Regions from separate parts of the Arachis hypogaea genome. Here region 2 is linked to region 1. Evidence: chromatin contacts called from public Hi-C data. All regions are on one chromosome and are shown on one strand. Each heading gives the region's core, a stretch centred on a gene start, on an enhancer-like site or on the middle of the called end of the contact. The rest is flanking DNA. Distances are from core to core; before and after follow the strand shown. Region 1 holds the start of LOC112773024 (putative nuclear RNA export factor SDE5). Region 2 holds the start of LOC112772840 (defensin-like protein).

The links. A called contact is a pair of places that touch in the nucleus more often than the background predicts.
Region 2: a contact with region 1 is called in a Hi-C map of leaf, with 2.6 times the contacts expected there. The contact joins the promoter of LOC112772840 here to the promoter of LOC112773024 in region 1. A contact is called at or near these places in 2 of 8 Hi-C or Micro-C datasets (both in leaf).

The regions. Positions count from the first base shown.
Region 1 is chr18:24,265,973-24,273,292 of arahy.Tifrunner.gnm2.J5K5, forward strand. LOC112773024 (putative nuclear RNA export factor SDE5) reads left to right here and starts at 3,192. Exons shown (of 14, transcript XM_029295304.2): 1 at 3,192-3,356; 2 at 3,586-3,667; 3 at 4,147-4,698; 4 at 5,234-5,298; 5 at 5,836-5,913; 6 at 6,241-6,278; 7 at 6,387-6,601; 8 at 7,046-7,131. The coding sequence starts at 4,173. LOC112770933 (MLO-like protein 11) reads left to right here. Exons shown (of 16, transcript XM_025815426.3): 12 at 10-180; 13 at 293-328; 14 at 618-685; 15 at 779-839; 16 at 1,753-2,703. The coding sequence ends at 2,151.
Region 2 is chr18:24,407,930-24,415,249 of arahy.Tifrunner.gnm2.J5K5, forward strand. It overlaps LOC112772840 (defensin-like protein), which reads right to left and starts at 4,010. Exons shown (of 2, transcript XM_025817845.2): 1 at 3,908-4,010; 2 at 3,064-3,448. The coding sequence starts at 3,965. The coding sequence ends at 3,279.

The DNA of each region.
Region 1 (7,320 bases), core at 1,942-4,441:
TATGAACAGCTTGTTCTTTTGGTGGGAACAAAGCTCCAGCATGTTATTGCAACGTTGGCATTGGAGAATGCCGGAATCACTGGTTACTTCTCGGGATCAAAGTTGAGGCCTCGCGACGAACTTTTCTGGTTCAATAAGCCTGAACTATTGCTATCCTTGATCCACTTCATTCTCTTCCAAGTAAGCAACAATAGTTTATCTGCTACTTTTGTGTTATTTCTAAATGAAATTTGTTTGTTTTTTCCCCTCCCAACTCTAGATGCATGTTCATTTCCTGGTTTTGTTTTCGCAGAATGCGTTTGAATTGGCTTCGTTCTTTTGGTTCTGGGTACTTCTCTACTTCCTTATCCATCTTAAGTCATAATTATTTCCTTCAACAAATAAGACAATAACTAGCTTTATATTTTCGATAAGCAAATGTTATAGCCTTATTCAAATTTTTTATGATTGACACGTTGATTTTAGTATTGCTTAAAAGCTTCTTTTTGGCAAGTTATTGCCACCTTTTTTCAGTGTTATCAGAAGTACTTTAGATATGATGAATCATCCATAGAATAAGATACTGAAGAATGGCATGAAGTTCTGTATGTACTAAAATGTCTTTTTTGTTATTGCAGTGGCAGTTTGGTTATAATTCCTGCTTTATCAGGAATCACATGCTTGTGTACTTAAGGCTAATCTTAGGGTATGCTGAAACCATGAGATCCTTAATTCCATTTATTTAAGATGTTAAAAAAGCCATGTGCCATTTTATACCTTTTCTATATAAACTTTGTAGGTTTGCAGGACAGTTTCTCTGCAGTTACAGTACCTTGCCACTATATGCGCTCGTTACACAGGTAATCCACGACCTAAATCGGTCGGTTTCTGTTGTATGTTTTCTGCTTTCAGGATTTTGTTGGTGGAAAATAGTGGAAAACAAGAAAATTTGTTTTCCAAATTTTTTAACCTCCATTATTTACTTCACAAAATTCAAAAAACAAGAAAACATAAGTCATGCTGACCCTATAGATCTGTTTAATTCAAGAAGATATTTTCTACGTTCATTCTTCAATATTCATTGGCAAAATATCAGATTGTTTTCATTCAAATTAATTTTTGTGCATCGACATCATAGAAAGTTCCACATTATACTAAGTTGGCATTTTTATCCAATTTTGTTAGTGGGCATGTAAACAGTGAGTGAGAAATTAGTTCCTGATCAAACCAAACAAAATCATTATGATATATCCGACTATATGACATGTTTTCAGTTGTGTGTCTCAAAAAGTCAATGATGGCACACCTAATTCCAAGGCTTCATTAGGAACCATGTGTATGTGATGCTTTTAAGGCATGGAGTTGGTTTGAGTGAATCATTCAAGTTCAATTTCGATGTACTAAGTTAAAGAATTTTACACTATTATCTAATAAACTTTTTCTTTTGGATCACAATTCGCGTTAGTCGTAACTGAGTGTAAAAGGAATTACTTTTACACTCTGGTGAATGGTGTTTTTCAATGAAGAGTGAAGATTGTTCTTTTTACAATAGGAAAAAAAAAATATTTAAAAAATAAAGACATCATATGCAATGCACACTCCTTTAAAAAATTTTGTTACAATATTCACTCTTCGCCAAATTTCATTATTCACCATAGAAATCCCCTTAAATATGTGTAAAACATTTTAAACTGCATAAAGTTAAATCTGAATCACTGGATTCTTGCCACTTTTATTTCTCATGCAATAAGATCTTTCTATGTTTTTTTTCAGATGGGAACAAACTATAAGGCTGCATTGATTCCACAGAGGATAAGGGAGACAATCCATGGATGGGGCAAGGCAGCTAGGAGAAAGAGAAGGCATGGTATGTTCGCCGATGATTCCACCATTCACACGGACACGAGCACTGTACTATCTCTCGAAGAAGACGATAGAATGGTTGATATCCCTGAAACTGGTACTGACCATGTCACTGGAACTGAAGTAGAATTACAACCCGTAGCAGCTGCTACGGCTACTCCTTCGCCGCCAGCTGCAAATGAAGCTTCAAGTAGGGCTGCCACACCACTCCTTCGACCATCGGCTTCAATATCTTCGTCGGGACCATTCAGTTTGAGAGCAGAATCTATTCCAAGATGTTCTTCTATGCCAATGCCAAGTGGAAGGTAATGAGCAATGAATGAAAGGAAAAAATAGCAGCAGCAAAGAATAGTAAACGGGTACATTAATAAAAATGGCTTTGTTGTATAATTCAGAAGCTAAATTATAAGGTGATTACTTTTGGTTACAACAAAAAAATGCAATTTAGAGGGTTAGGTATCAGGTCTCTTTTGGTTACAAACGGTTTTGCTAATCCTTGTGCTAAGGGCATTGGCTAAAGAATCTAGAGTATAATACTTTTGAAGGAAAAATAAATTTCCTAGAAGTTTCAAATGTGTTAATTGCCTTAGAAATTTTAAGAAAACTTACCCTTTATTTTTTAGTCTCTGCCCTTAGAGCAATTCTTTCCAAAACCTTTTACCATTTACTAATTTTGTGTGGGACAAATGTAGAATGGGAAAGATTTGTGCTGTTGATGATGCCATGTTGCGACTTTGTGGAGTATATGGACCAAGTATATTTGTATATTTAACCCTTTTTATTATGTTTTGAAAGAATGTATATTAAGCTTTAATAGAACTACAAAATGGGAGGAAGCAATCTTGAGATTAGTGTTTGTAACTTGGGAGTAAGCAATCTTTGTTAGTGTTTGGTTGAGTGGCAAAATATGGTGCTTAATATGGTCATTTCATTACACTTTCAAAAATTTATTTGTCCAAGTGAAAATGACGGATTTGACAAATGTAGGACGTTTGGTTTTGAAAACAAGACAAGCAAAAATTAGTGTTCTTATATTTTGTTTGGTAATAAATTAAAATAAATTATGAAAGTTTAATTTATTCTTTTTTTTGTCATTTAAAAAATTTGGAAAGAAAATATAATAATAAAAAATATAATTATAAAAAATAACAAGAATAATAAAAAAAATAAAAAATAAGTTCTCTTGTTAGTGAATATGTATTTTTTTTTTGTTATGATAAATATAAAATATAATAATTCAGTGTTTTTGAACATACAATACTTCTGTCTATATTTCATCTATCAAACATAAATTTGTGTGAAACTTAATTTTTGGAGATCTATTGAAGTATATACTCTTTTTTCTCAGTATACTTGTACGTTTGCTGGTACATGTATGCCTTACATACTCATATACTTACATACCTGCATATCAACCACTTTCCACTTAACGATTTGAGTGTTTTGGTCACTTCGTATTCCTCCAGCGGAATCATCACAAGCTTCCGCCTTCCGCTACCTAAAATAGTCAATAGGTTATAGGTTCTCCCTTAAACGCTGCCGTTTCATTCTCTTACGTTTTCTTCCCTCTTTCTATTTCTTTTTTAATTGAAACTTGAAAATTTATATATCAACTCGCATTTTTGCGTTTCACTTGTTCTGTTTGTTTGGCTGCCGAGAAAATTAAGGAAAATTTAAGTAAGAAATGTTTGATGAAAAATCAAGGACTTTAATGATACTAATATTTTCTATCACTGACGCCAGCATTTCCAAATTTGAGTTACGTGAAGAATAAGGCTCCTGTATCATAGTTTGCAGCGTAATCTCTGGAATCTTTTCATTTAAGGTGATTATTATCATTTTCCATGTGCTTTCATTCTTCGGTTTTGCTTCTTAGATTGCTCGGAAATTAAAAGTAAATTGTAATGAACATTTGACGAAGGTTTGAAGCCTTACGTAATTGATAAAGTCAAATTGTAAGCTGAGTTTTTTTTTTTTTACTTATTATTATTTTGTAATTTGTATGAACTTACATTCTTCGGTTGTTTGGTAGCAGAGAAAATAAAGGAAAAGTGAAGTAAGAGACATATGATGAAAATCGAGAGACCTTAGCTGCTAACAAACACTCTAGTCTACTGCATTTTCATGAGTTACTTGGAGAATAGTCATTGTAATCTCTTCTTCATTTTTTTTTAAGAAATTAAGTTTTCTTAGGAAAAGTAGCTCCACTGTGATCATTGTTGCTTCTGTTCAAGCTGTTCTTGACAGACATGCTAAGTGCATGATTTTCCATTTCTTTTTGCTTGCTGAGATTTTCTATTACAGTGGCTGGAGAGAAGAACATTTTGAAAATGCCTCCCTACTCTGATGTTGAAGAAAGGGACCTCAGTGTTCTGCTTGAATCTTTTGGTTCTTTATTTTCTCTGGAGGACATAGCAAGTGCATATTGTGAGGCGAAACGCAATGTTAATATGGCTGCTGAGATCCTCTGTGCCTCCTCTAATAGTGATGAGCTCAAGGGTACAATTTCTGAACCTACTAAAGTGTCTTCTGCAAGTGAATTTCCAAATTCCCTTCATGGGAAAAGGAACTCAGGTGCAGTGAAATCAAAGCCTCATCGTGTATCACTTGGCACTGTCTCTGGTGTTGTTGGAAAGGAGTACATTCACCCGAAGAAAATGCCGACTCAAGGCGTGAAGAGCAAACCTTCGAAGATAGATGCAAAGGAGCTGCCAGAATCAGAGACATGGAGTGAAAGGGATTCACTGAAAATTGAAGCAGCAAAGGGCAGCATGAGGGATGATGTTGTAAACTTCCTCTTTCAGATGCTTGGAGATGGCTTTGAGCTTGACAAGGATAAGATACATGATGTTCTTGGTAAATCTTCACTCATCATAAATGGAGAATGAGTTTGATGCTTATTGCATGAAGACAAGTAGTAATGATTGTATTTTAACTATGTATACTCATTTTGCATGGCAAACCATATTGATTCCATCAATGGATGGCTATGAGTGAACTTAGGTAATTGATGATGGATGAGCGGTATGGAGTTCCATGCAAAATGAGTACAACCACCATTTCTCTATTAGAACAGTGGGTTACAAGTTGTCATGATTGTCTTTTACTCGATGCATCAATTTGGGGTAACATATCAACAGAGCTTTTGTCATATTTTCAGTGTCCTGTAGCTTTTTTACTATGACCTTTCATGTTCATTCTACCTATGCCCTGCTTTTGGTACGATAGCTCTCTGATTTTAGTCTAGACTTGACCATGCTATATTTCACAAATTTATTTCTTTTGCGACAGTCACATTTTTACAATTTCACTATATTAATAAATGCTCTTTGTTAATATTTTGTTTGACTATGTGGTTGATAGATGACAAATTGATCTGTGGTATTTGCAGGCCTCTGTGGATATGATGTGAAGAAGGTACACGTGATTTTACCTATTTGCATTTTGGACACTTTGGTAATCTCCTTTGGGCTTAGTTACATGAACACATACTATATTCTCATTGAAGTTGCCACATCAACTGTTAGTTGCCACTAAGTATCATATTGCATAGAGCATAATCTTTGACAGAAAAAGTTGTTTTTAACAAGCTTAGAAAATGGTACCGTACGTAGTTTGTTCTGTTGGCAACTAAATAAGTACAGAACAACATAGAATAGGTTTTAGCTTTCATTTTCCTCCATTTTTGATAATGTATCTCTTTAAAGTTCAAATTTGCTGAAATATTTTCTATTAAGCAGTGAACCTTGTGATGACACTGATTAAAATAGGACGTGCAAAGGAAGTGATTTTGAGAGAATGAGTGGCAACATATGTCTATGATATGTATTGTTTTGGTCAATAACTGAGTTGTAGAATAAGTCCAAATTCTACGATCAAATATCATTTTCTTATGATCATTTAGGTCATTTTCTTCCAAAATCCTCTCCATTATTTTAGTTAAGTGAAAAAATTTCTCTATGATACAAGAATTGATTTGGAGTCGTTATGCAGACAATGGAGGAGCTGCTTGACATGTCAGCTTCTAGATTGGAGAAAGGTGATGATGATCACGGTCTGGCTGGTGAAAATGTAAGGATTCGGCTGAAAACCTAAAGTATAAGTTATACTTGTATGGTTTGCATTATTTGATTGTCAATTGTGATTGGGATTATTGATGACCCTGCACTGGCATGGGCTAATTTCAGCTATTCTCGTGTATATTCTGTTGTAATGCTTCTAATCTTTAAAATCAATCTACCCTCTTATTTGGAGCAAAATCCATCCTGTAAGAAGTTAAAACACATTATGCTTATTGACAATCCAATTGAAATTTGATGTGCCTTAGGTTTTAATATAAACATTCATTCTAGTTTTCTTATTTGGTTTTCTTTTTTATTTATTTGTGTCTTCTGACAGTTAAAAGATCAGCATCCAGATGTAAGCTCTGCATCCAGGTGCATCATTGTCAATGCTTGCTTAGTGTTTCATCTTAAGTAATTGCTTTCTGTTTTTATATTTTTCATGTTCCAACGTGCTTTACTTCATGTGGACATTCTTTGCAGCGAGAAAGAATGCAATTCAATTGATAAAGTAAGGCTTCAGAAAGAAATCTTAGGATCATTATTTTCTTTTCCACAAAGGTCTGAAGAACTGCCAAAGCATAGGCTTCCAGTGAGATCAACCCCATATCGTTATGGTAGACGAGTTGTAAGAATTCCAGATGATACCCCAAAAGTTCAGCAAAGTACTACTGTAGTGCCACAAGTTGTAAAGGAAGGTGTGTTGACGATATATGCTTTACCAAAATTAAGAAATGATGAGAATATAATAAAAATCTGGTATTAGTTCGATGATTATTCTTTGGTGTTTCCAAGACTAGGACCCAGACAAGATAAATATCTCTATAAGAGTTTCATATGATTAACTGAGATGCTTTCGCAGATGGAAAATTAGTTTCGTAAAATAATAACATATCCTTCAAGTCACATGCCACACCATATCACTCACAACATATACGTTAAGCTTTGTGCCAAGATCTTAGGTCAACTTACTCTTTCTCATGTTAGCATTGTGGTTTTGTAACATTGCTGCAATACAGGAACGACTCTTTCTATGCAAAATCCTTTTCTTCTGTATTGATTCATTGAATCTTGTTTCTGAACTCTGTTTAAATGTATTTATTCTGTTGTTAATTCTCTTTGCCACATTACTTCAAATGCAGAGAGCGACGAAGATGAGAATAGCTATAATGTGCTGCGTAGAGCAGTGAGGGAAAATTGGGCTACCATGAAAGAATACTACAGTGCTGTAAGATTCTTTCCTTTGCTTTTCCTTGATATTTCTAGACACACAAAAGTAAAAAATGTTTCTATGTAATGGAACTTGTGGACTTGCCAGGATCAATAGTTGCGATAGCAGTTGCCACTGTTTTCATACAGGAAGATGTCATGGCCTTCTTTTCTGCAGAAAATGCTAAATGTGGTTGGTAAGCCGTGT
Region 2 (7,320 bases), core at 2,760-5,259, 140 kb after region 1:
TGGCATCTTTGGCGGCCTTCAAACGAGTTGACGTTGCCACCTCCAGCTTCTCTTTCAACTTCCAGGCTTTCGCCTGGGACTGGCAAAGTTTTCCATCCAAAAGCCCCACCTGGGCCAACACCGGCTCCGCCTTACGGACGATAACAGTGGAACGAAGGAGGTCCTAGTACACCGACTTCGTCTGGCCGGTGACATCACAGTCGTGGAAAAACTCCTCTGTACCGGGAAGGAGGTGCTGATCAATGAAGGCCGGAGCATCAAAACTCCGATCCGCCACAGAGGGCACCAGCCCCTCCTCCTCCTCCACATTTTCCCTTCTACTCCCCTCCGCCACTCTCCTCCACTTCCATTTCACCTCGGCAAATAAAACCACAACAACCTCCTCTTCGGCCCTACCGACAACTGGCCTGGGCGAAGGGACACCAACCGCCCCGGTCGAAACCATGTCCTGATAGAAAGTTCGGGAATCTGCCTGAGGCCGAGACTGAGGCGTTGATGGAGAACCCTCCTCACCCTTCTCTTGGGCTATGGCAGCTTTCAACCTCGCCAAGTTGGTCAACCCACCGGCCATCTGAACTGAAAAAGGGAAAAGTTACCAAAGAGTTACCAAAGAAAGCAGTTAAACACACACCAATGTAAGTTCGGCATGTCACCGGATCACCCATGACGTCCCGAGGATTCAACGACCATTCCCCGAAAATCAACCACAAAACATCGCTGATGTCTTTATTCTTGGGAGACACGCGTCAAGTACGATGCACTGGCTCCAAAATTCCAGTACGTTGCATACCGACATTCACCCTCCAAGGTCAACCAAAAGGGATGGTACCCCCGAGCATGACAAACTTTAAAGTATTCTCCTTTAAACCCGTGAAAAGAATCTTCAAATAACCCAAAAATTTGTCAGTTCGGATGAACCCGGAACGTTTTTATGTTTTCCCTCCTTGGTCGGAACAATATGTAACCCTTTTATGTTTTTCCTCCTTGGTCGGAAGGGTACATAAAAAGAAGAACAAAAACACCTCCACCCAAGCAGGAAGCTCCAGGTATTCACAAACTAACTCAAAAGTTCGGATGGTCACCCAACTATTAGGATGCAGCTGAGATGGCGCCACCGAACACCGATTAAGTAGCGCCTGCACAAAATCCGAGAAAGGGAGCCACTCCCCCAGTTGCATGAAGATGGATTCATAGACCCACATCCAATCGGCAACTCAAGGGAGTCATGGTTTATATAGCAGACCCTCTCATCCACCCCAGGGAGCATGAGCTCATAGTGATGCTCCACATCACCACCCCACAAACATCCCCTTCATCACAGAGCATCTGGAGGTCCGCCTCCGTCACTCGCAACAGCATCCCGCACATGTCGAAGGTCACCCAATAATACACGTTTGGAACGCCGCCAGCCGAGACAACGGGAGCCCTAGGACCCTCACTTCTCCGTCGCGCCATACCTAAAAAAGAAAGGGGAGGGCACCATCATCACCCCCAAGGACCAAACGAGAAGAAAATCATTAACTAAAGTGCACCCAAAAGGAAGCCCAAAAGACAACCTCTTCCCCTCCTACTCATGACAGAACCACGCCAAAAACAGTGGCATACACCTCCTAATTCTCTACCACTAGCACTAGGAAAAAAACACAAAATAGAGAAATGCAGAAACAGAGAGCAATCGAAAGCAAAACACAGAAAAAACAAAGTAGACAAGCAAGTAGAAGGAGGATACAGAACAAAATACACACCTGATCGTCTGAAATAAGTAGAGAAGGAAACACAGCATGAAAGGCAGAAAGGCAAACGCGCGAATGAAACCAACAAAAAATGCAAGCAACAAGAATGAAATACGGAATAAGAGAAAATGGGAGAAGCAGGGGGAGTTATAAAGCAAAAAGGCACAATTACAAGCAAAACCCCAACGTTTCAAATAAAATACGAAAAGTTGGAGGGAAAAATTGAAAAATCCAAAAAATTTCCCTTGGCATTAAATGTCATTATGGCGCTGAGTGAACCGCAACTAGCGAAACCCCCCTCCCTTCGGAAAAACCAACGAACAGGCGGTGGGGCATCTAGGCATTCCACGATTCTCCGACCTCGGCCGAAAACCACGGATGACACACACCGATATGAGTTCATGACCACACCAAAGCGCCCACAGCGATGAGACTAAACACTCTCACTCTCACTCCGAGGACAACTGTTTCGGACCCGACCTCCGGGTCCTCTTACGAAGCAACCACCGAACCCGATTACCTGGACCTGGGTCACCATCACGGTCCAGGTAAGCCCAATAACCATTGACCAATAAGATAGAAAAAGATAACGACCGCAAACTATATAAAGGGAGTCAAAGACTCCCTCAAATACATTACGCAATCCTATTCCATATTTATACTTCTTAGATCCATTCTAACTTAGGCGTTGGAGTGTTTTTGCAAATACCACCCCGTCACTCGAAGAGTTCAACCCGTCGCCATCAAGACCGGCCAATTCACAACCCGTGCAAGTAACTTCTTGTACAATATCCTTAATCGAATAATCAAATAAAACTAAAATAACAAAAACCTATTATTAACAAATAAACTAACTAACTAACTCTCAGTTATTAACTAACTCTCTTCTATTTCATATCCTCTCCAATTCATAATGTCATACTTCAAATAAAATCACACGAATTAAAGTTGCTTGCGCTACTTAAATTTTTAACTTAATTATTCCCTTCCCCCGCCGACCCGCTCCCACTTCTCTTTGGATTCTCCCATTATTTATTTATTTTTTATTGGTTTGTCCATTAGTCCAATGTATAATTAATTTTACCAAAAATAAGATCTAGTTTTACCAAATAAATTAGATCAACGAACCATAACAGATTAACAGGCCAGGTCAGTGAGATGTTCAATATGACACATGAAATTCAACAATAATACGCCGTACATATAACACAATTAAATTCTAAGTACTGCAATTTCCCTATAGTTATATATTATATCTGTCATCAAATTGTATATCAAACATAAAACTAAAATTGATAATCATATATGTATGAAGAAAATTCAGAGACAATTATATATAAATTGAAATTTTATTAATCACGCACGTACATAACTCATCCGTTATGTACTACGCAATAGTGCAATACAATACACACATACAAAAATAGTAACATATATAAATGCAGTGCTAGAAGTATTATTTATGTATATAATATATGCTCCTAGCCAGCTAGTTCAGATCCAGCATCATGGATCGATCTACGTACGTAGCTCATGATGCGTAATTTAACAGTTTCTGGTGCACCAACAGCGGAAATCGTCGCGGCAGCGGCCGCTGAGCAGGTGCTCCTTGTTCTTGCAGTGGTCGTCGCAGCTTCCAGTGGTGAAGCATGGTCCCCTGTAGGTATCCGCCAGGTTCTCACACGTTGCTGCCTCACTTTGCACCACCATTTCCTCTACACGCACCAACATTAAGGTATCAACAATTTTTTTAAGAGGAATGCTAGGGGCCAGCAATTTTGGTGTTTTGTAACCATCAATTAGCCATCAATAGTATTTTTAATGGTGTGAGATTACATCTAATGGTGGGAGATCACTCACTTTTGTTTTGATAGTTAAGTGCTGACCAAAAATTACAAAAGTTGCTGACCCCCTAGACTTTTTCTTTTTTTAATATATAATAATATACATATATATAATTATTTATAGGTCTCTATCTACAATAGTTCAAATATAAATCAAAATTTTTATAACTAAATGGCTCGATATAAATTTTAATTTTTTTTGTTGCCTTTATAACTATTAGATATATAATCATTTATAATAATATAATAATAGTATACATTATAATTATGTTATATATAATCATGACTTAGGAATACGTGCGTGCGTATATGAAGTAATTAATGACTTACGAGCAACAACGAGGAGGAGGAGGATGAAGCAAAACCCGGTTAGAGATTTCCCCGCCATGGCTTAATGATTAAACTAAACAGCTATATATATAGATATATTGATATATGTACTGAATGAGTAAAGCATACAATATACATCTATATATATACCTGTGCAGGGACAATTTAGTAATTAGCTATATGTGTTTGATAAGAGTTTTTGTGTGGTGTGTGGAAGTTGAGTCCTTGAATTTTCTAGATAAACCTAATTTCAAGGTTAGTTGTGCCTCGGCAAGAAAGAAAAAAAAAATTAATAAAGGAGTGTTTTTTTTTATCCATTGTAATAATAAAAACAAAATAATATAACATATATAATAATTTTTAGTTGAAATAAAATATAAAAAATATTTATTTATTTATTTATTTTTTATAAATCTGCACGGATATTTAATTGAAATTCGCAATCCAATTTTATTAGTTTGCGTATCTGATTAATATCCACCATTTTTAGAACAGAACAGATGCGGATAACACTGTAGATATATGAATGAGATTCAACCTATGAACACTCCTATTTAGAATCAATACTAATTAATAATTAAAATTTTTTAACTATTTTATTAGGAGGTACTAATCAATATTAACTCATCGAAAGCTCACGAACTGGCTCAAATAAAAAATAATCTATAATTTTATATCAATGAATTATAACTTTTATATATATATATATATATATATAAAAATCCAACCGACTAGCCAAAGAATCGAACCCCTATCCGATTCGGTTTGATATCCTCATCGTTTAAGTAAAAAATCGTTCAAATTCGTTTGAACCGGTCAAAACCAATCAAACTGCAGCGATTTTGCAAAATTGCTGCAGCAAGGTGTCAAACCTTGGACGGTTGGACCTTAGCAATGGATGGACATGACTCCCCCACTAGGCCAACTATCTTCTTACTATATATATATAGTGTGTTTATAATTTTATATATTTAATACCTAGTATAATTTAAAGAAATTTTTTTTTGTTATATATATTTGTTCATATAATATATATATTATATAAAAACTCATATTATATTATAATTTATATATAATTTAATTAAGTCAAATTTAAGTTATATCAAATATTAATTTTATTTTTTAATAATAATATAGTATTTTTTATTTTAATTATGAATATTTTTATTTTATTATAATTTTATATATTTATTTTATTAGAATTTATACAATTATCAAAACAAATATTAAATATTTTAAATATTTATATATTAAAATATTAATAAATATATATATTTTAAATTTTAATTTTATATTTTTTATTTATGTGAAATCGGTTTTATCGGTTCAACCAGTAATTTATTGGTTGAACCAATAAACTAATGAACCAGTAACTTAATCGGTTCGATCACGGGTTTGATTCTGACAACTATGATATATATAATCGAGCCAACTCACGAGCTAATGAGCTGAGTTTATCCAAACTCAAGCTCGACTCACCAACTCATAAATTTAGCTTATCGAACTATTAATGAGTCGAGGTCAAATTGGCTCATGAGTTAATTAGACTCACTTCCAGCCCTAGTATTAGCTAAACAGCCTAAAGATTTTCGTATATTATTCAAAATGATAAATGTGTTATTATTTTTTATTAAATTAAAGTAATATTATCTTATATATTAATTCATGGTAGATTCTCAACTTCTTCGTGGTTAGGGGTGAAAATAGACCAAATCGAGTCGAACTTTACCTTTGATGAGTATGACCTATATTATAAATAGATGGCTCAAACTTAGACCTATTACTTTTCATAGGTTTTTTTTCAGGCTAGAGTCCAGTCTATTTAAAGCCCAACAAGCTCACGAGCGCATTTGAAAAGTATATTTCGTGAATTATAACTCAAAACAATAAATTTAAAAAATCTAAATTGTCCTTGAATATATTTTAAAATTTATAATTCATAATTTGTAAAGTATAATTTATTATATATCAATCGTTAATCATATATCATAACCGTATTTATAATACATAAACTTTTTCTTTGAATAAAAAATTTATAATCTTAACTAGTCTTGACTATTGAGTATTGATTCCTTTTAGTTTCATTTTGTGTTTAATACAAGTAAATAATTAAAAATCTAAACTGAGAATTAATTTATTTTTACAAAAAAATATCTTGACGAGTCGACTCAATGAGTTTCATAAGCTTTTCTTTAAAGCTTATGTTCTTTCCCTTTTAAGTAATAGGTTAAAATCTAACTCTGCCTTGTTTAATAAAATGAGTTGAATCACAAGCTTCATCAGATAGAATTTATACAATTATCAAAACAAATCTTAAATATTTTAAATATTTATATATTAAAATATTAATAAATATATATTTTAAATTTTAATTTTCTATTTTATTATTTTTTATTTTTTATTTATGTAAGATCGGTTTTATCGGTTCAATTAGTAATTTATCGATTGAATCAATAAACCAATAAATCAGTAACTTGATCGGTTCGATCACGGTTCAATTCTAACAACTATGATATATATAATCGAGCTAATTCACGAGCTAATGAGCTGAGTGTATCTAAACTAAAGCTCGGCTCACCGACTCATAAATTCAGCTTATCGAACTATTAATGAGTCGATGTCAAATTGGCTCATGAGTTAACTAGACTCACTTTCAACCTTAGTCTTAGCTAAATTGCCTAAAGATTTTCGTATATTATTCAAAATGATAAATGTGTTATTATTTTTTATTAAATTAAAGTAATATTATTTTATATATTAATTCATGGTAGATTCTCAACTTCTTCGTGGTTAGGGGTGAAAATAGATCAAATCGATTCGAACTTTACCTTTGACGAGTATGACCTATATTATAAATAGATGGCTCAAACTTAGACCTATTACTTTTCACAGGTTTTTTTTTTTCAGGCTCGAGTCCAGTTTATTTAAAGCCCAACAAGCTCACAAGCGCATTTGAAAAGTATATTTCGTGAATTAGAACTCAAAAAAATAAACTTAAAAAATCTAAATTGTCCTTAAATATATTTTAAAATTTATAATTCATAATTTGTAAAGTATAATTTATTATATATCAATCGTTAGTCATACATCATGATAAGAAATAACAAAAGAATAGATAAATGGGATTTTTTCTACTATACTTCTAAGATACCTGTGCTTAGCAACCTAGATCACCGGAAAGGATTTCCTACTAGACCTTCAAAGAACTTGTCCTTGACAACCTAGATTAGAGGGACAAAAACGGAAAGAACCACCATGCAGATCACCTTAGTGTTGGATCCTTCAATCTTCTTCATGCAACAAACGAAGCAAATCACTCACCTCACTTCTCACACAATAAAACGTGCATAAAGCACTAAAGAAATTTTATTCATTAAAGTTGTGTAAATTATCTCATCAAAGGTGTTTAAATA